Regions from separate parts of the Mus musculus genome. Here regions 2, 3 and 4 are each linked to region 1. The links are chromatin contacts, called in public Hi-C and HiChIP or PLAC-seq maps. All regions are on one chromosome and are shown on one strand. Each heading gives the region's core, a stretch centred on a gene start, on an enhancer-like site or on the middle of the called end of the contact. The rest is flanking DNA. Distances are from core to core; before and after follow the strand shown.

Evidence for each region. A called contact is a pair of places that touch in the nucleus more often than the background predicts. HiChIP or PLAC-seq counts read pairs in DNA pulled down with a chosen protein or histone mark.
Region 2: an H3K4me3 HiChIP or PLAC-seq map of stem cell-derived neural progenitor cells shows a contact between it and region 1, with 46 read pairs. The contact joins the promoter of Tbc1d22b here to the promoter of Mdga1 in region 1. A contact is called at or near these places in 1 of 39 promoter capture datasets (embryonic stem cells), 2 of 15 datasets of contacts at CTCF or cohesin (embryonic stem cells and large pre-B cells), 32 of 484 Hi-C or Micro-C datasets (the BV-2 cell line, CD4 T cells, the CH12 cell line and 16 more), 20 of 115 datasets of contacts at active chromatin or transcription factors (the 230-238 cell line, T-cell acute lymphoblastic leukemia, Th17 cells and 11 more) and 3 of 9 other capture datasets (adipose tissue, embryonic stem cells and macrophages).
Region 3: a contact with region 1 is called in an H3K27ac HiChIP or PLAC-seq map of extraembryonic endoderm stem cells, with 9 times the contacts expected there. The contact joins the enhancer-like site here to the promoter of Mdga1 in region 1. A contact is called at or near these places in 2 of 484 Hi-C or Micro-C datasets (the N1E-115 cell line and myocytes), 15 of 115 datasets of contacts at active chromatin or transcription factors (embryonic basal ganglia, embryonic forebrain, embryonic hindbrain and 7 more) and 2 of 9 other capture datasets (adipose tissue and liver).
Region 4: a contact with region 1 is called in a Hi-C map of muscle stem cells, with 3 times the contacts expected there. The contact joins the enhancer-like site here to the promoter of Mdga1 in region 1. A contact is called at or near these places in 11 of 484 Hi-C or Micro-C datasets (embryonic fibroblasts, embryonic stem cells, muscle stem cells and 4 more), 13 of 115 datasets of contacts at active chromatin or transcription factors (embryonic basal ganglia, embryonic forebrain, embryonic hindbrain and 7 more) and 2 of 9 other capture datasets (adipose tissue and embryonic stem cells).

The regions. Positions count from the first base shown.
Region 1 is chr17:29,886,179-29,891,241 of GRCm38.p6, forward strand. Mdga1 (MAM domain containing glycosylphosphatidylinositol anchor 1) reads right to left here and starts at 2,400. Exons shown (of 17, transcript NM_001368423.1): 1 at 1,269-2,400. The coding sequence starts at 1,335. Gm41559 (a long non-coding RNA gene) reads left to right here and starts at 3,723. Exons shown (of 3, transcript XR_003952341.1): 1 at 3,723-3,812; 2 at 4,799-5,063.
Region 2 is chr17:29,546,345-29,551,195 of GRCm38.p6, forward strand. Tbc1d22b (TBC1 domain family, member 22B) reads left to right here and starts at 3,458. Exons shown (of 13, transcript NM_198647.1): 1 at 3,458-3,650. The coding sequence starts at 3,595. Tmem217 (transmembrane protein 217) reads right to left here and starts at 3,249. Exons shown (of 3, transcript NM_001162901.1): 1 at 3,165-3,249.
Region 3 is chr17:30,268,114-30,272,803 of GRCm38.p6, forward strand. All of the region lies in intron 9 of Btbd9 (BTB (POZ) domain containing 9), which reads right to left. Among named protein-coding and RNA genes, the nearest start is that of Zfand3, 270 kb to the left of the region's middle. Within about 2 kb of position 1,753, at least 13 of the 459 cell types and tissues checked have an H3K27ac peak or open chromatin away from gene starts, as enhancers often do. A contact at or near this core is called in extraembryonic endoderm stem cells, where this site is marked.
Region 4 is chr17:30,229,437-30,234,645 of GRCm38.p6, forward strand. The region is part of intron 9 of Btbd9 (BTB (POZ) domain containing 9); the gene reads right to left. Among named protein-coding and RNA genes, the nearest start is that of Zfand3, 230 kb to the left of the region's middle. Within about 2 kb of position 1,830, at least 4 of the 459 cell types and tissues checked have an H3K27ac peak or open chromatin away from gene starts, as enhancers often do. A contact at or near this core is called in muscle stem cells, where this site is marked.

The DNA.
Region 1 (5,063 bases), core at 1,150-3,649:
GGCCAGGCAGTAAGAGACACACAAACTAATTAAGAAGCAGAGTTTGGCTGGATGCCTGGGCTGGCCTCACCAGGGAATTAAGCCCAAGCTGTTAGAGCCCAGGAGCGTATACTTTCCAGATACCCCCTCCCCGGGACGCTCCTTCCTTCTGCCTGGCACAGTGAGAGACCCAAGACCTGAAGCTAGTAGCCAGGGGATATGGCTTCTGTCACCCACACTGTCTGGGTCCAACACCCTCCACTCTCAAAGAGAATAATTAGATTCTTAGCCCCAGAGAAAGCAGGAGAATCCTGCCCACCCCAGCCACACATCATTAGAAAGTAACTACAAAGCCCACCCTGCGGTGAGCAGAACGCAAAGTCAGGGCCATGGGCTCTGGGGACTGACTGACTTTCTGTGCTGTGCACGTCGGGAGGATGACCCTGGGTAGTATTGAACCAAGGAGTCTTCGGTGAGGAAACCCGCGGCATGGAGTGGAGAAAAGGTGATCAGAATACTCCATGGCGCGACTGAGCTTGTCTTGGGCATCCAAGAGCAGAGCTGCGTGGCGGGAGGCAGGGTTTAGACACGTAGCCGGATGGGTGCGAGCCGTGTGTGCGTTTCCTGAGGACTGTGGCTGAATGTGTCTGTGTGTGCGAGCAGGCAGAAGGAAGCTGGGGCTGGGGTTCTGTGGTTGGGAACCAGCGACAGGAAGAGCTGGCTCAGGAGAGGTCTGAAAAGGGATGCCGAGAACAGTCGGCGCCTGGGCTAAGGGATGCCCAACAGCTCAGACCGCCAAGAAGCTAGAAGAGGCGATCGAGCCGCGGCCACTGCCCGGAAGGCGAGCCAGCCTCAGGGCCGCGGTGCTGGAGAGCTTCTCGCCCGCCAGCCGCGCACAACTCCGGATCGCTCATCGCCCGCTTCCACTCGGGAGGCTGAGCCGAGGGAGGAAAAGGATTCCGTGGGAACAGCTGCCCCAGCCCAGAGCTTGGGCTCTTCCCGGGTCTCCTGAGCTCACTGTATTATTCTCCCAAGACTTCCGGATCTCTCTAACCCCTGGAAAGATTTCGGAAAGCCGAGACCTTACCCCGGCATCCCCAGCCTCACACCAATAGCCTAGGACCGCTTCTTGGGCTCGGGAGCAGCCTGCTCGGTCTCCCGGCGCCCAGGCGAGGGCGGAGACGCGGCCATCAGTGCATCCACCAAGCCCCGGCAGCGCGCACTTTGAGCAAGATCTTGTAAAGTTTCCGGGCGGCTCCGCCAGGGTAGAGCGGGACGCTGGCTCTTACCATAGACTCCTTGTCCCCGACAGTGGAAGGGGATAAGCGCCAGAAGTAGAAGACAGGTCACCTCCATCTTCACGGCCAGTGCTTCATCCCCGCGAGGCGGCGCAGCCTGAGAGGCGGCGGGGGGCGCATCCGCCGGGGCACCGCTTTGCCCTCTGCGTTCCCTCCTTTTCCCTGAGTCGCGACGGAGAGGGCGGCGACCGAGACTAGGAGTCTGAGCAAGCCGCGACTCGGCTCTGTCCTCTTCCCACAGGGCGGCTGCCCGGGTGGAGACGCAGGGGGCGCTGCCCCAGACCTTGAAGCCTCTGCGCACCGGGCGCAGCAGCCAGCTCCCTGGCCCAGAAAGCTCGGCCACCGAGCAGTCCTAGGTCCCCAGGGCTGTCCACCGAGGGTGCTGAACGCGGGGGGACCTCTCTGCTGCGGCGGCCGCGCTCCGATCCAACAGGCCACCGATGCCTGACAAACTTGTCTTTTCCCCGCCCAGGGGACGCCCCTCCGCGGAGCCAGGCCAGGAGGCCCGGACTCTGCTTTGGTTAATCCGCTGGCTCCAGTCCTGCAGTAGGTGTGGAGGGCTCCGCAGCCCGACCCAAGGGAGCCGGGCTGGGCGCCCTTCCCGGAGGCGAGGGCGCCGGGTCCCGGTCCTCTGGAGCGCTGGAGCAGCGAGGACTAGGTTCGGCAGCGGGGCGAGCGCTCCGGGTCCCCGAGTCCGCGAAGTTAGCCGAGCCGCCGCCGAGGAATCCGGGGGAGGCGATCGCGTCCCGGCGCCCCCGCGGGAATCCAGAGAACGGTTCCAAAGCAAGAGGGACCGCAGCCAGCAAGGGAAAGAGGAAAGTTTGAGTCCTTTGAAAATAATTCGCGCTCTTGCGGAGGCCCGGGCTCAGGAGCTGCTGGCCGCCTCCTCTCTCCCCGCTCCTCTCCCGCCGTCTGGCCGCCGCCGTGGCATTCCCGGGCTCCGCGATCTCGGGAGAGCGGGGCTGCGCCGCGCCCCAAGTTGGGCGTCCCCGCCCCCCTCCCGGCGGCCTGGGCCCGAGAGGGCCCCAGCGGGCGGGGCCGGGCGGGCTCCGGGGCACCGCGGCCACTCCGGCTCCGGGGCCGCGGGAGCGCTCCGCTCGCTCCCTAACTTGGGCTTCGCTGTGCTGCTTTCTGGTCCCTCCGAGCTTTTCATTCCGCGCTTCCTCCACCTCCCCATCACCACCACCCCGCCTCCCGCTCTCCCTCCTCCCTTCTTCCCTCCTCCCATCTCCGCGATCGGTCTCTCGCTCTCCCACCCTTTGTCGCTCGCTCGCTCTCCTGTTTGATTCCCCTCCAGTTAAAAAAAGGGGAGCCAATTAAAGGCAGCCCAGCTCGCCCGGCCCAGCCTCTGTCCAATTTCCTTGCTTCCCCCAGGACCAATTAGAGAAAACAAAACAGGGCTGGGGGAAGCAGTCTCTCTCTCTCTCTCTCTCTCTCTCTCTCTCTCTCTCTCTCTCTCTCTCTCTCTCTTTCCCCGCCCCCCCCATCTCTCTCTCCCTATCTCCGCCTCCCCCACCAGCCCCCTGGCAGAAAAATGTCAGAAAGCAGCAATGGATCCATCTATCCCGAGGACAGTAGCGGGAACGTGGGTTCGGCGCGGGCTCTGCAGCCGCGCACTCGCACACGCTCTCCGCCCTCCCTTGCACAGCCCAGGCTGGCAAAGCCCTGGCCGGGTGCAAACGCTCGCCGCACGCTCGCCGGGCAAGCACCGGCGGCTGGTTGCTGGGACGCAAGCCTGCAGGGCACTGGACACTTAATGAATGTTTTGCACTTTGGAGAAGGTGATACTGGAGCCTAGGATCGGAGGGAAAGGCCAAGGCGTCTGCTTCTCCTAGACCAGAGCTGGCGCGAGAGGCGGTTGCCTGCTGTCGCTCTGCAGGGATGTTGGCTCGGCTTGGGAATCCCGCCACCTCCACCACCACTACCCGCCCCTGGCAGAGCCCCAGCCCCTTTCCAAGCTGCCTCGGCCTCTCCCCGGGTCGGGCGCCGGGGACGCTGCCAGAGGCACTGAGGAGGAGGACGCGCTTGCAGCTTGCAGTGTCCTAGCTGAGGCCCACAGGTTGCCAACAGGTTTGCCAGCAAGACCCCAGTGCCAGAGCTCCACAGGGACACCCAGGGTCCCCTTCAGCCCGCTTCTCTCAAATCCTGCCTACCCGTGAGACCTCAGGCGTGGCCAAGTGCCCTAGGGGTGCTCGCGCTTCCTGCAGCCAAGCCGGGAAGCCTGTCTCCCCCCACTTCGAGACTCCGTCACCTTAACCCGGCCCTCCCCGAAGCTGTGACCAAGATGTAGTTCCTTCCAGACGCCCTTGGGGAGGGGCGTGGGCTGGGCAGAGAGGCGCACGACCTCCCTGGCGCCTCCGATAGCGTCCTCCCTCCAACCCGGTCCTGCTAATCTTACCTGCTCCACCTGTCGCCGTTATTTATCTCGGCGTGAGCGCAGGGATTGTACTAGAGCGGCCCGTGGGAGCGCGGACAGCACAGCCGCAGCAGCTAACAAGCTCGGAGGTTAGATCCTGTTCAGGATCTGCTGCAATGGTGGGTCCATGACCTCAGGCATCTGTCCAAACTCAAAGACCTGTTTCTGATCACCCAAAGAGTTGATTCTCTTGCATGTAAATCAGCGCATGAATTAAAAATATTAATTATAAATCCCTCCCTCTCCAAGCCCACTCCCACCGGGATGTTTCTCCTCTGACCCTCCTGGGCAAACATAACCTGTTAAGGAGGAGTGGAAAGCACAAGGTGTTGCCTGGTAGATGGGGAGGGGCGCCATCAGCCTGACTCTTCTCAGTTTGCTTATGGTTCATCCAGGCTACCCGCCCTTGTTCCTGGCTCCTTTGTTTCTTTCCTACTCTTACTAGGGGTGGGAGTCCAATGCTCAGTTAAGGGTGTCCAAACTCAACTCAGCAGATGCCAACTAGAGATTTATTGAATGAATGAATGAATGAATGAATGATGTCCATCGTGGGCCAGATCCCCCAGTCCAAAGCTACCTTCCACGTGCTCAGCCTTCCGTTAACTCGAAGGGAAATGCATGATATGATCCACAGACGTCCAATGTCTTCCCACCTACCTCTCCCACTCAGTCTGAAAGGGAAGTGGTATCAGATGAGGGGGTGATGGTGAGTAGCTTGGTTTATTGTCCTGTTGCCATTATTGGGAAGCTTCCAGAATCCCCCAGGAAGCTCCCAGGGAGTCATCCTTGATGAGTCAGGCTCTCTCTGGCTTTGCCTATTCTGGGAAACTGTTGTATTCCTTTCCCAACCCCAAACAGCATCAAATTGCTTTTCTCTGGCCTAGCAGAGAGGATGGGTATACTGTCTGAACACATATTGGCCTGGAAAAGAACGAGGCCTTGTGGTGGAGGGCTAGGGAGGAGGAGAGCAGAAGTCCAGAGCCTGGCAGGCTGGGATTGAACATTTGCTGTGCTAATCCACTTGTGAATACTCGCTGTGTGTAGTGTAAACACCTCGACAGCCTGTTCATGTGTGCCTGTCAACTCAGTCATTTCCTCCCCACAGTATTCCAGGCCTGCTGCCTGGGACTGAACCTCAGAATTGACAGTGGCAGCCAACCTCAGAGAATGCAGAGGACCACCAGGCTTGTGGTCCAGCCCTAAGCTGTCTGGGCCTCACTGTCACCCAGATATCAAGCAGGTGGGACTTCTACCTAGCAGTGGTTGAGAGAACTGGGTACCTGCTACAGGGACAGAGGTTTTGTGTCGGGCACTGTCAGGCATCTTAAGGACTTACTCTTGTTCACAGAGATGCTAAGGATCCTAAGTAG
Region 2 (4,851 bases), core at 2,208-4,707, 340 kb before region 1:
GGGGCATTTGGGAAATGTGGACTTTGGGTATCACCTCAGACCTACTAAATCAGAAACTAGCTATTTGAGATCAATTTCACATTGCAGCACAGGCTAGCTTGGATCTTACTAAGTAGCCCAGGTTGGCCTGAAACTCACAGCAATTCTCTTTGCCTTAGCCTCCCAAGTGCTGGGATTGCCTGCCTTAGCCACCATGCCTCTCTAGGATCTTGGTCTATAATAGCAGTGCTGAGCACACCCATAGTGCCTTCATGGAGGACATCCATTGGGAGGGCTCCACGGACCTCTTGTGAACCTCAAACCATTCATTTTTCAGTTCAGGTTGATCAATGTGTAAGGATGGAAGGGTGATCTGGCTCAGCAGTCACACTCCTTTAAACATTTTTTAAAAAAAATGATTGACTTAGCTGGGCAGTGGTGGCACACACCTTTGATCCCAGAACTTGGGAGGCAGAGACAGGCAGATTTCTGAGTTCGAGGCCAGCCTGGTCTACAAAGTGAGTTCCAGGACAGCCAGGGTTACACAGAGAAACCCTGTCTCGGAAAAACAAACAAACAAACAAACAAAAAATGTGGTGTGATAGGGGTAGGATATCTACCTTTGGCCTCCATATGCATGTACACCCACATACATGTTCATTTACACCCAGGCATGGACATACATATCCCACACACATACCAGATATTACCTCTCCCGCATTCCCCTCTGGAGGAGAACTTGCTGCGTAGTCTTTGCCTGGGGTGGCCTTATCCTTGCACCTCCTCTCTTTCCCAGCTTTCCAAGTATGAGAATGATAGCCATGTACCGCCATCATGTGACATCGGCTCTTCTAAAGTCACAAAGGCCAGCACAAGTTCTGGCCATTTAGAATCAAGACAAAGGAAGCTGGAGAGATGGATCAGTAGCTAAGAGCGCTTCCTGCTTTTCCAGAGGACTGGAGTTCAATCCCTAGCACCCACATGGTGGCTCACAACCATCTATAACCCCAGTTCCAGGGGATCCCATGCCCTTCTCTGACCTCTGTGAGTATCAGGCACACAGATAGCGCACAGAGTCTCATACAGGCAAAACACTCATGTACATTTAAAAAAATCTAAAAAAATTAAATAAAAGAATAAAGATAATTATCATCAGTCACAAGGAGACTTTAGTATATTCTCCTGTTGTACAACACTATCCTGAGAGCCAAATATATTTGTATAAAGTCATATGTGTAAAGTTTTGTCCTAATTGAACATGGCTTTGGTGTCATGGGGAGGCACTGAGTACACCGGCTGGGGAGGGGGTTCCATCTGGGTGGCTATAGGGGAAGCAAACATCCATGCTTCATGCAGATTTTCCAGTGTATCTGCTTTAGGGTCGCCCACACTCCTAACTACAACCCATCTCAAACTCTGTAAGTAAGCCTAATAAACTCATGAGTGAACTCTGGTGGAATCAAACTTTTGTTTGTTATTGGGATTGTGGAAGGAGAAGGGTAGAAGACTGTTTAGTTTCCTCCTTCTCCCTCCTCCCCCTCCCAAGAAAATTCTTTCACTTTCTTAGGGGTTAGTGTGTCTGAAGAGAGAGACAGTATATATAATAAATCTTTAAAGGGAAAAATGATAAGATACAAGTCTATAAAAGAACAGTGGTTCAGTAGAAATAGCCCTTTTCATCTAACTCTTATCATGCTTATTACTTTTTACATTTACTTTATGTATGTGAGTACCCTGTTGCTGTCTTCAGACACACCAGAAGAGGGCATCAGATCCAATTACAGATGGTTGTGAGCTACCATGTGGTTGCTGGGATTTGAACTCAGGACCTCTGGAAGAGCAGTCAGTGCTCTTAACCTCTGAGCCATCTCCCCAGCCTCCTATCATGTTTACTTTTATTTGTGTGTGTGTGTGTGTATGTGGTGTGTGTGTGTATGTGGTGTGTGTGTGTATGTGGTGTGTGTGTGTATGTGTGTTAACAACATGTATGCAATGTCCACAGAAGCCAAAAAAGGGTGTCTGATCCCTTGGATCTGGAATTTCAGGCCATTATGAGCCACCTGTTGTGGGTACTTGGGAACCGAACTCAGGTCCTCTGAAAGGGCAGCACATGCTTTTAACCCCTGGGCCACCTGTTCAGGTCTACAGTCCTAGTCTTTTAACATTAGCAAGCAAAAGAAGCCTGAAAACTGGGAGTAATGTCTATGTAAAAAGAAATCACTGAGGGACATATAGAAGGTGTTTCTTTAGGTGGGAAAAGAAGGAGCCTTGAGAATTTGCCAGTATGTTGGGCCAGCAAGATGGCTCAATGGGTATAGGGGCTTACAGCCAGTCTTGACGACCTGAGTTCGGTGAGAAGAGAAAACTGAAGTTCTCCTTTGACCTCTCTCTCTCTCTCTCTCTCTCTCTCTCTCTCTCTCTCTCTCCTCTCTCTCTCTCTCTCACACACACACACACACTGAATAAATGTAATGTATTTTTCAATATTTAGAAACCCTAGGGTGTTAGTACAGAGATGGATTGAGCAGTAGCTCGCACATATCCACAGTTCCTTGTCTGAACAAACATTTCTTCGGAGTAGAAAAAGGAAGTACCCTCCATCTTCCCCCAAATGTCCCAGAACACACTCAAAAAAGAGAGGTAGTCATTAACATGACACCCAAAGGAGACAACATGCTAAAATTAGATCTCATTTTGAGTCAAAATTAGATTGAAAAATGAATCTATAGATGGAAGATTTATAGCCAGTTAATAAAGGAGTTGAGGATATTGGGGGTACATCCTTCATCTTCCTGATTGTTGCCATGGGGATGAACAACGTCCCTAGAGAAAATGCTACTTGGAGGATAAATTAGTATTTCCTAAGCATGACTTCTCAGTATCTGGATCCTCATAACCAGAAAGAGTCAGACCCGAAGAAGGGATTACATCACGAAGTTCAGTTAGCGGAAGAAAGGGGGAGTCTGATAAATCAACTGCTACTCATACAACAGTTACCCGCACTGGGGTATGGCCGGAACTGTCCTCTGCGAAACTAGGACCATAAGGGAACAAGGCGGGGGTGGGGGGGTGGGGGGGTAACCACCCTGGGTGCCATTGAGGTGAGGGACATTAAAAAATGTTCATTATTACATGAGGCCTTCCTTTAAAGACTAATGTATACAAATGTTATGGTTTCTCCTTACCCCTCTCCACCAAGACAACCCCAGAACCTCAGCCCATCAAAGGCAACAGTCCCATCTACTTCTTCCTCGCAGTACCTGGTTCTCTGCCTCCGGGGAGTAGGAACTTTCAGCCCCGCCTTCCTGCCCATCTAAGCCCCGCCTCCCCGGCCCACCTGTGTGCCCAGCCCCTGACGTTGCCGCGGGCCTTCAGCGGCCCGCAGGATCCGGGATCCTCATTGGTCCATCCGCCCACCGGCCTGCTCAGCCCACCAATGGCAACGGTGTTGGGCGGGGGGAGTGCCCACATCCAAGATGGCGCCCCCAGGAGCTGGGAGCGGGTGACCGGCGGCGGGGAAGCGGCCTGGGCTGGCCCTCAGATTGCGGGGTCCCGGGGGCCTGTCGCGGGGCCCCCCCGTGACCCACCGACCAGGCCTTCCCCCGGGCCGGAGAGATGGCCGCCGAGAACAGCAAGCAGTTCTGGAAGAGGAGCGCCAAGCTACCGGGGAGGTGAGCCCAGGACGCTGAGGGGAGTGGGGATTGGACCCAAAGCCTTCCAGATCCTGGTCCCTGAATCCCTCCGTCTTGGGGTACCCCCGAGGCCGGAGGGCTGGTGTCGGAGTAGCCCAGGCTGGAGCAGCTGTCAATCAGAGGAGCCTGGCCAGCTTGGGTGTGGGGTGCAGACTGGGGTCTGGGGGCGGGGAACCTCAGCTGGGAGGTGTCAGGGGACCAGTGTGAGGGGCAGTGGAGTTGGGCGAGTTGCCATTGTCAGCGTAGCCGTGGAGGGCCACCTGCAGACCGCTTCCGACTTTCTACAGAACTCCTTAGGGGTCTCCAACAGCATGGGTGGCTGCTTGCATGAGGGTTGGTGGCCCCATGGCCTTGGTTCCCAGCCCATCATCACATTCCTGTCTTCCCTTGGACTCCCAAAGGGGTTCTGATAGGAGAGCCTGGGCCAGGCCTGCAGGGGTATGAGCAAGACAGGGGAGGGGGAATTCTCAAGCCTGACCTTACTCTGTCTTGAGTTGGTCCTTTCTTTTGAGAAATTATTACAGGGTGGCCGCAGGGTGGAGAATAAGTTATTCCTTCTGGCATCCCGGAGAAGTGATGATTTTTCAGTGTGGATGCATTAAGTTCTTTTATTCTTGTTTTGTTGGAGAGCAGACCTTTCAAGCAACTTATTCCCTTAGTGTTTCTTTCTCTTGTTAGTGTATGTTGACACTGAGCAATTGTCTCTCAGTCAGGCTGCCTTTTGGTTTACTGGTTCCGTTTGTTTTGGGTGATGTCCTGAAAAATGAAAGCCCTATGTGTTTCACTACTGAATTTAAGATTTCTGCCAGCCACAGGCTGCTTGGTGTTAAGAGTTTGTGTCTGGTCACCGCCCTCATGAGTTCTATCCTTAGTGATTTTCCTGTTAAGTCTTTTTTTGTTCAGGTGTAGTCCTTTGACCTGTGACCTCGCACTCTTCCCTTCCTCCTTTCCCTCTCTCTCTCCCCTCTTTCCCATTCTCTCTCCTCCTTCTCTTCCCCTCCCCCTCCCTCTCCTCTTTCTCCCCCTCTTCCGTTCTCTCTTCACACTGTTGAAGACACTCTGCCACTGAGTTACACACAGCCCTCGCCCCCTTCTTCAAGCGAAAGAGAAACTGAGAGTCAGCATTGGCTGTGTAACTTTTCTGAGCTGTCATTACACACGTGGAGAAAGTTGAGGGACC
Region 3 (4,690 bases), core at 503-3,002, 380 kb after region 1:
TCCTTTGGGTTTTCGTCTATCATCTTTCTCTTCTTTTGATGATATGTCCACAATTCTGAACTCTGTCCTTAAGTCCTCAGTCCTGGAATGAGTACTTGAGAAACACTCAGACAGTAAGAAAGACAGTAGCTTGACAGGCAGAGGTGAGTTAGGCAGAGAAAAAGACAGAGAACAATTCAAAGCCTTGGATTATCAATGGCTGGCCCCAGGGGACCCCAAGGCAACATTGGGGGGCTTTAGACAAAGGTGGCTCCCAGTGCAGACATTTTTACTTTTCACTATTTCTGGAAGCCTCGAATATGGCTTCAAAGAAACACAGAGGGAAGCCAGGTATGGTGGTTCACATCTGTCATACTAGCAACTCAAGAGGCAGGAGGATTCCACAAATTTGAGGAGACCCTGGTCTTCACAATAAGTTTCAATCTAGCTGGAGCTGTGCAGCAAAGCCCACCCATGGTAAACAAGGCCAGTTAGGTGTCCTCAGCAGGCACAGGCACCTGTCAGCAAGCTCAGGGACTTGAGCCAGAGCCTGGCCCCACGCCCCACGGACTCCCTCCTGCAAGCTGCAAGCTCAGGGACCTGAGCAAGAGACTGGCCCCACGCCCCACGGACTCCCTTCTGCAAGCTGTCCACTGACTTTCACAGGATACACAACCTCAAAATTAGTCGTGATAAAAAGTGTAAATGATGCAAGAGCAACAGACAGTGCAATAACCGGATGATGCTGACCGGACGACAGACTCGGTCGAATGAAGGCCTTAATGAGATTTTACAAAATGCACAGGCGCAACACTCTGCTGTCTACACTGTCAACTAGATGGATCTTCAACCTGAAGCCACCTGTGTACGGCGGCTAGCCAGCAGCATGTGTTAAGCCATGGCACTGAGAGTCGTCAGGCCTGCAAGGATGATGGGACATGCCTAGAAGCCTCTACAGAAACAAGAATTGGGCCAGCAGCAGACTTGTCCTCAGCAACGTTAGACAGTAGATGGCAGGAAGTCTGAGGTTCTCCAAGGATGAATTTTACACAGGAATGAACTCCTGGAGGAACTCAATCCATGTCAAACTGTGATTCAGACACGTAAAAATTCCTATTATCTGCTTTTGACATTCCTTTTCTGAAAAAAAATCTACGGATCTACCCTACAATAGTGTCTATCAATGATTGACTAAATGTTCTGCCTCAAAGGACCAAGCGATCTATACTGAGCTTCAGGGTAACCCATGAGAGAGAATGGAAAAGGAACCAACCACCAGGATAGCACTAGGGGGTTCTTCCTTGTAGCAATTTACACAAGTGTGTGTCCTGCACATGATAAGTAGTGAGTGTGACTCAGTAACAGGCAGGTGGAGACCCTTAAGGGTAAACCTCACACTCCAAACACAAAGCAATTTCCCTTGCCGCAGCCCATGGGCTCTGTCCCAGGACAGCAGGGACAGTTATGAAGCCATCACTCTGGGGGAGGCCCAGCTGCAAGCTTCTAACCACGCCTGTGCAGCCTCCCAGGCAGGAGGCTATTTATGGACCAGGGATAGTTTTATATAAAGCACTGCCCTAACAGCACACCTCTGGGAGGTGTCTAATGGGCCAAGCAAGGGAACTGGCTCCATGGTCAGTATCTCACTCACAGAGAAAGGGTATTGTTAACCCTTCACCATGCTGTACAAGAAAAGGAATGGAGGACATGCCAGCCTACGTAGGAAAGACAAGGCATTTCCATCACAGCTGCAGAGGAGGTGTAGGAAGCAGTCTGCCCAGAACCAATCAGTGGACGAACAGCAAGTTCCTGGAGCTCTGCTGAGGAGGAAACCAAGCAGTAAGGAAGCTCGGGCAAGAGAAAGCTGGCTAAATGGCAGCTACTTGGCGGTGGCTCTGCTCCTTCTGAGCACTCACAGAAAGCCTCACCCACCTGCTCAGAGCCGCGAAGCTCTGCTCAGGAGGGTGGGTGCTCAGAGGCTCCCTCACTGACCAATTACCAGACATGTTTTAGACAATGTTTATATAATCAGAACATCACAGTGACTTCTGAGTGGTTTCCTTTCAGGGTCTTTATGGCCAACAGAAAGTTGCTGGTTTTTTTTTTTTTTTTTTTGGTTTTTTGAGACAGGGTCTCTGTATAGCCCTGGCTGTCCTGGAACTCACTTTGTAGACCAGGCTGGCCTCGAACTCAGAAATCCACCTGTCTCTGCCTCCCAAGTGCTGGGATTAAAGGCGTGCGCCACCACCGCCCGGCGCCAACAGAAAGTTTAACTCTGAGTTATAACTAAGTATCACAGACCTTTACAATATTAATATAGCCAGCTGACAGAAGGAGGGGAAAGAAAAGACAGACAAAAGTGAGAAGTTCAGAGAGACAGAGCAAAACACACAGAATCCACTTCCTTATCAACACAGTGGAAAGGCAAGAGCTTCTGTCCTTAAAGGATGGGCCAGAAAGTAGAGGGCAGGTACACTGTTTTAAAAAGACAAACTGCAGTAGTACTAAAAAGAAAAAAAAAAAAAGTAACCCAGAAATGAGTGGTTTAAAATTCCTTCCTCTTTTATACCTGGGAACGAATAAAGCTGGTGAATAAACAGAGAATAAATGCTGTTGATAGTACAGAGGTTAACAGGAAACAAACCAGAAAGCCTACATACAGTCAGAGGCAGCACCTCTGAGGACTGCACAGGAAGATGGGAAGGTCAGTTGTGCTCTCTGCCCAGGTCCCCTGAATTGTTTAATGTTCCGTGTGCTGTTTGCAAACTGTTAAAAACGATTAGGTTCCAACAATTTAGAAGAGAGAGGAGAATAACTTGACTATAAGGTCTGAAGGTTCAGGGTAAGAGAATATGAGAAGAACAAGAGCTACAAAAAAGTTTAAAAAAACAAAACTGCCAATACTAAAGCCAGACTTTCCCAATAGGAAAGAGCATCTTCACCTCGGAAGCAAACCAGAGCAGGCCAACCAGAGCTCTGTGCACCCAACCACTCTTACCGTGCGTGCTACCTCTCAGGAACAGGAGACTGCAGTTCTCCATGCTAAAAGGATCTTCTCTTAACATCTGCTGAAAGACCCAAGGGACCACACAGATGGTAGAGGTACAGCGAGCTGATTACATCTATACATGTAAAATCCTAACTGTGGTTCCCACTGATTCTAATGGAGTCAACAGAATCTTGCCTTCCTTTTCCTTCTTGTTAGTTCTGATACATCAAAAGTTCTCAGCTTATTAATATGTAAACCACTACCAGAGAGCCTGTGTGTCACAATCGAAGTTGAGAGCTTGTTAATTATTTAAGTCCATCAATGAATGGAAACAAACCAATAAGATGCTGATGGCCAAGCAAAAGCACTTAGAGAATCTGCACAGAGGAGATTCTGTGTATGGCAAGCGTGCTCTTGTGAAGGCTTGTGGTGCTCCCTGGATGGAGGCTTATAAAGAAACATACAAATGACAGCGAAGGCTTCAAGAATGCCAAGGATGGGGCCGGAGAGATGGCTCAGTGGTTAAGAGCACTGGCTACTCTTTCAAAGGTCCTGAGTTCAAATCCCAGCAGCCACATGGTGGCTCACAACCATCTGTAATGGAGTCTAATGCCCTCTTTTGGCATGCAGGTACATATGCAGATAAAACACTCATATACATAAAGTAAATAAAAATAAATCTTTTTTTTTTTAATGCCAAAGACGGTGAGCTGTGGGGGATCCAGTCTAGCTCTGGAGAGAGGACTGGGGCAGGTGGCTCACTGGGCTAGAGGCATGCCATTGTTTGTAAAGGGTCCCAGCAGACTAGAACAAAGTAACCACCCTGTTCCCATGACTTTCCACACAGGGAGTTTGGTGTTCTTCAGTAATACTGTGATCTGTAAAGCGTGTGCTCTGTCTCAGAGTCTGAATGAAAACTTGGCCTCTGCTCCATGGGAAAGATGCCTCTTCTCTCAAACTACTTCCTCTTTTATAAAACAAGGGGATGGGCTGGAGAGATGGCAGTGGTTAAGAGCACCAACTGCTCTTCCAGAGGTCCTGAGTTCAATTCCCAGCAACCACATGGTGGCTCATAACCATCTGTAATGGCATCTGATGCCCTCTTCTGGTGTTCATCATGGTTTGGGGGCTCGTTGGCATCTACTGCATCTAGCAGATACAGGTCATAGAGGCAGAATGAGAAGTTATAGCTCATTCTAAGAAGCCCTGGCTTGTATAGTGTGGCTTCCTCCCACTCACATGCCACTGGGGACGAAGTGTGTGTCTGAAGAGAGCAATGGTGTTCTCATATACATAAAATAAATAAATCTTAAAACCAAATGAACAAGGGCAATATCCCAAAAGGCACTTTGTCTCCAGACAAGGAGATACAATGTATGAAAGCTCTGGAGTACTAGTTAGCTGATAATAGCTTGTTTCCCTACCTTATAGCCAAGGTGCTCACAGGACTCATATTCCCTGACTAGTGGTGTTCTAGTCACACTCCTGTGGACAGGCTGTTTCGTCCCCAGTGGCATGTGAGTGGGAGGAAGCCACACTATACAAGCCAGGGCTTCTTAGAATGAGCTATAACTTCTCATTCTGCCTCTATGACCTGTATCTGCTAGATGCAGTAGATGCCAACGAGCCCCCAAACCATGATGAACCCATAAGAAGGGTCCACTTCACAAGCAGGAGCAGCCACGTGGACCGTTACACTGTTACATGAAGCCAGTTAAACAC
Region 4 (5,209 bases), core at 580-3,079, 340 kb after region 1:
GTCCCCAGGCAGGCAGGTGCACAGCAAGGCTCCAACCTTTGCAGCTTGCAGATACAGCCCCACAGTCCTTCAGAACTGCCCAGCTCTGGCAGCCTCCAGTGTTTATTTTCTCTTCCCATGAGTGTGTAGTGCTCATGTGCACAGGGAGGTCAGGGGTCTAAGGCCTCTATTGCCGTCCAGTCCACCCTACTGTTGGAGATGTCTTTCGCTGAACCTAGAACTTGCCTTTCAGTGAGACCAGCTAGCTAGTGAGCTCCAGACTCTTGCCTGCCTCCCTGCACAGCAGCATGGAGTTCAGGCATGCACTGCTATGCCTGGCTTTTAAGTGGGTGCTAGGATCCAAGCTTGGCTCCTCAGGGTCACACAGCAAGCACATCACCCATTGACTGTCACCATCATCCCAGCTGCAACCCAGACAGACAGTCTAAAGACAAGTCCTCCTCCTCTGTCTGGGCTGAACTAGCTCCCTAGAAGCCACTAGGCACGCAGGTGGAGCCCTGCTCCTGCCCTCATGGGATGTACTGTGCCTGCAAGCTCCCGTCCTGTCTTCTATCATCCATGTGAGGAGCCCACGGTTGCTGCCGTCCCTCCTCCCACTGTGGAAATGCCAGCTGCTGTGAAGCTGTTTCCTGTAATTGTCTAATTACCAAGCAATACTAGCAAAGGAAATATATGTATCTGCAGTTGGTCTTCCCCACTTGGTTTCAGGTGCTCCATCTTCCTTCTCCCCATGCGCCTCCCACTGAGCCGGATTCACTGCTGCCCGGACACCAGTCCTCTTAAGGTCATTAAAAAGTCATTACCATCCTGTGCACAGAGCCTCTGCCTCTGGAAGCAGGTTTTTGAAAACAGAGTAAGAAAAATTACTCTCTCTGTAAAAACACTATTACTCACACATAAAGACAACTCACCTGCCCTCCCCCCCCCCACGCCTCTCTGCCCTGCTTCCCAGTGTGTGCACGTGTGGGTGTGGGTGTGAGTTCTCACTTTCCTATGGGACACTGCATGTGAGGAGAAGTCTGCATGGCTGTGGGGTCCCACAAGTGTGGCTCTGAGCCTAGCATTTAGGGACTGTGTGAGGCATCAGAACTCTGGCCTCAGCCCTAAAGGAGGTTGGTTGGGTACACGTTCCAGCTGGCCGGGATTGGGACACACAACAGCTGTAGCCTTCATTGGGTCTCATTTGGAGGACAGGGTGGGAGGGGTATTTCTAGCCCTGCGCCTCATTGCTCCAGAGACTTTGGACTTAAAGTAAAGACTGCATGTGAGCCCTCCCAGGCCCCACAGAGCCCAGGATTCCAGGCTTGTAGGCAGGCCCAGTGTCAGACCTGTGCCTCTGCTGGAGCTCCTGAGCGAAAGCCTGTTAAGTGTCCTTGGCAGACAGGTGCCCTCTTCTCTTCATTTCAGCTTCTGCCTGGCCTGGGGCTCTGGGCAGGGCAACGGCTGATCAGGAGGGAGCCAGAGTTTGTGGAGTAATAAGATCAGAAGGTCTCAATTTAATACCAATCCTCCATTACATTGCATTAGTATCTAATCACATTAGACTTCATTTCCACTAACACGGCCTGAGAGTTGAATATATGATCTCATTGCCACCAGAACCAGACACCGATCCAGAGAGCAAAGTGGGAAGAAGCCCACTCAGGGCACTCAGAGATGAGCACCCCACCCCCGCCCTGCACCAGCTTCCAGAGTGTTCCCTAGACTTTGTCAAAATAACTTCCAGTGAATCCCCGAGAGGAAACGGGGGGTTTGGAATGTTACTCGAGCCTTGTTTATAACTGCGGTGTGACCTCAGAGAACACTGCTTGGAGTAAGATCTCATAGAAGCAAAAACCCCAGCACCGTGATGCCAGACCAGCCGAGGCTGGGCCATTCCCATAGGCTTCATGGCCATGATGACACACTGCCTGGGCAGCACATCTCAGGAAGGGACACGATGGCTCCCCTAACCAGAACTAGGTTGATGGGCAGCGATTCTTTCAAACCTCCATCTTGGAGGGAAGTTCTAAGTTCCATCCTCAGGGAAGCTCAAGTTCAGGAAGTAACCGACTCAAAGGCTTCAGGAAATCCCTGAAACTGACCAGATTCAAAGGGTCCTTCCCTCTCTGAGTGTATAAATCAGAAAGGACTGATCAGAGACACTGACTGGAAGACTCAGCTGCCTAGAAGAGGCTCAGATTGCCTCAGCTGTCTGGAAAAGACATTCTCCAGCCTGTTGAGCTGCCCACTGGCTGTGCAGTGAACTCCAGGTTCCCAGCTCTGTGAGCTGGCAACTACTCTGGAGCTGGTGATGCAGCTGTCTTTGAGTCATTTCTGCTCCTGCAGTAACCCCAATAAAACTCATTGGTTCACCATGCTGGCTTTGGTGGTTCCCTGTCCTGGGTGAGGACACATTTGTGACTGCATTATCTAGGCTTGGATGAAGGATCTGAACAGGAGCAATGGGCCAGAAAACAGATGTGGTCTTCACTTGAGATTTATGACCTATCAAAAATCCCAGCCAGGCAGTGGTGGCGCACGCCTTTAATCCCGGCAATTGGGAGGCAGAGGCAGGCGGATTTCTGAGTTCGAAGCCAGCCTGGTCTACAAAGTGAGTTCCAGGACAGCCAGGGCTACACAGAGAAACTCTGTCTCAAAACACCAAAAAAAAAAAAAAAAAAAAAAAAAAAAAAAACAAAAAACCAGAGAGAGAGAACGATTCTCTGCTGCTCTATTGGAGCAGTGATGGTTCAGTGGGTAATGACGCTAAGTCTGCAACTCAGGAAGGGGAGAAAGGACTCCTATAAGCTCTCTTTTGATTTCTACATGCACAAGGGTGTAAGCAACACATGCATATGCACGCACACGAATGCACGGGTGCTCGCGTGCGTGCACACACACACACACACACACACACACACACACACACACACAAGCTTCAGAAAGGAAAGCGATGTTTCCACAGTACTGATTAAACAAGTCAGAAAACAAGAGCTTAAGACAATCTTTCTAAAGCCCCTGCTGAGGAGTGAGGATTACAAACCATCACGGATATCAAGTCGGAGATCTAAAATAGGGCCCAATGAGAGCCCATCAACAGGAGTGACAAGTGTGGGTCACAGCCACTCTGTCACCTGGCTCTGGGACCCACACTTGTCTGGGAGTAAGGCAGTGCTGTGAACCCCATAGAGAGCTGAGGCAGGACAGGATAAGCAAGCTGTGGGATTTCCTGGTCCCCCATTCTCTAGGAGCTTGTATTCTTATGGTGCAACAGACACCAGCTGATCCCAGTTAAAGGCGAACCATTGGCAAAATCCAGCAGTGTGAGAAACCAAGGGGTGCTGCCCAGATGATACAGATGACTAGGGACTCCCTGTAGAGGCAGCTGAGCTCCCACCCTGTATATGTAATGGAGTTGGTCATACCCAGGTCAAAAAGCATCCCAGTAAAAAGCCACCAGGAGGCAGTGATGTGCTGTCCGGGCTGCGTGGCAGGGGTCTCCCAGGGACACAGTAGGCCCTGCCTGGTAACTGTGAACGTGTCCACAGGACCATCTGCAGACAGAACACTTCCAGCTAGCTTTCTCAATGTAAGCTGTTTAAAGGTGAACAATCTGTCAAGCACCAGCAAGAAAAGACTGTACATAAAGGCTGGAGGCAAACAGAGAAGAAAATGACTCAGTGGGTATAGATATGACTTAATCCGTACAACAAAACCGCTATCCTCACAGAAAATAAAGCATGATTCCCCTGAAATAATAAAATGATATGAAGAGAGCTGTTTTGAAACAAGAAAATATTTCTGCAAATTAAGAACACCAGCTGAAATAAATAATTAAACGAAGAGGTTAGAAGACTTAAGTGGAGGAAATTTCTCGGGAATAACAGAGGCAAAGGAAGAGCAGAAGGAAGCAGAACAGGAAAGCCACAATACAGTCAGACGCTCCTGTGAGAGAAGAGGAGAGTCCAGCTGGGGAGGCACGGCAGGCAGGCAGGCAGGCAGGCAGGCAGGCAGGCAGGCAGGGCCCTCCCTGGCACACAGGATGGAGTTGTTCCCCGTAGGCACGTAGTAAGGAACATTCACACCAAAGCTCGCCAGTGTCGCTAGAGAGGGTGACAGCAGGTCAGCTGCAGATGGAATCAGACATCCTGCGTCATAAGATGGGGGGCCCTTCCTTCCCATGCTCACGGAGTAGCCAGTTCCCAGCCAAACTGCCCGGCGAGTATGACAGAAGACAGTCACTTGCATTAACATCTTAAACAAGGTACCTCCATGGCATTAGTAAGACGTTAGCAGAGCGCCCTTCCCTGGGATGTTCTACTAAAGGACTCAGCTCCAACAGCACTGAGTTAGGGGATCCAGAGCACAGGTCACACAGCATGGCAGGAAGGGAAGATGAAATGATGGGCAGGAGATGCCCAGGAGTGCTGTGTCTCAGGCTGCAGTGGAAAGGTTCCCTGGACGCCTAGTAAGACAATTTCGTGCTGTTCCTACAAAAGTACGTTGAAAATACGTGGACAACGGACATAAGAAAGTAGGTAGCGTCTACTACTCTGGGAAAAGGACAGGAGGGAAGGTGACCAGTGTGCCCCCCACACATTAACCCAGGCTCCAGACACAGTGAAGCCATGGCCTAAGGTGAAGGGAGGAAGGGCGACAGAGTAAGTCTGCATGTTCCAAAGCAGGAAGACGGTTGATCATCTTGACAATGGAATTAAGAAAGACCAGAACACTATCAGGACTTTAAAAAAAATAATAGTTAATATTTCTACACATGAGATTTTTGCTACATTTACTATCTGTGTGCATGTGTACCTGGTGTCTGCAGTAGCCAAAAGAGGGTGTCAGAGCCATTGGAAGTGGAGTTCAGATGGTCTGAGCCACTATAGGGTGACGGAACAGAATCTGGTCCTCTGTCTGAGCAGCCACTGCTCCTAACTTCTGAACCGTGTCTCTAGTCTGAATCAATACTTCAGAAATGTGAAAGTGCAGACCAAAAGTAAGGGTTAGAAGGAATGCATGTGTTCACTAATTGTCACTGACCAAGGGTGACAAGGCTTTAGGGACAGGGAGGAGAAGTGTGACTTGGAGCAGGCCCAGCTAGTTAATGCTGGGCCTCAAGCTAGCAGCTCTGCCTTGCTTGGTGGAGGCTGGGCTGCCACTCTGAGAGCTGTTGGAAGCACCTGGCTAAGGTGCTGGCACCCCCTCCTTGTTCCCCATAAGGGTA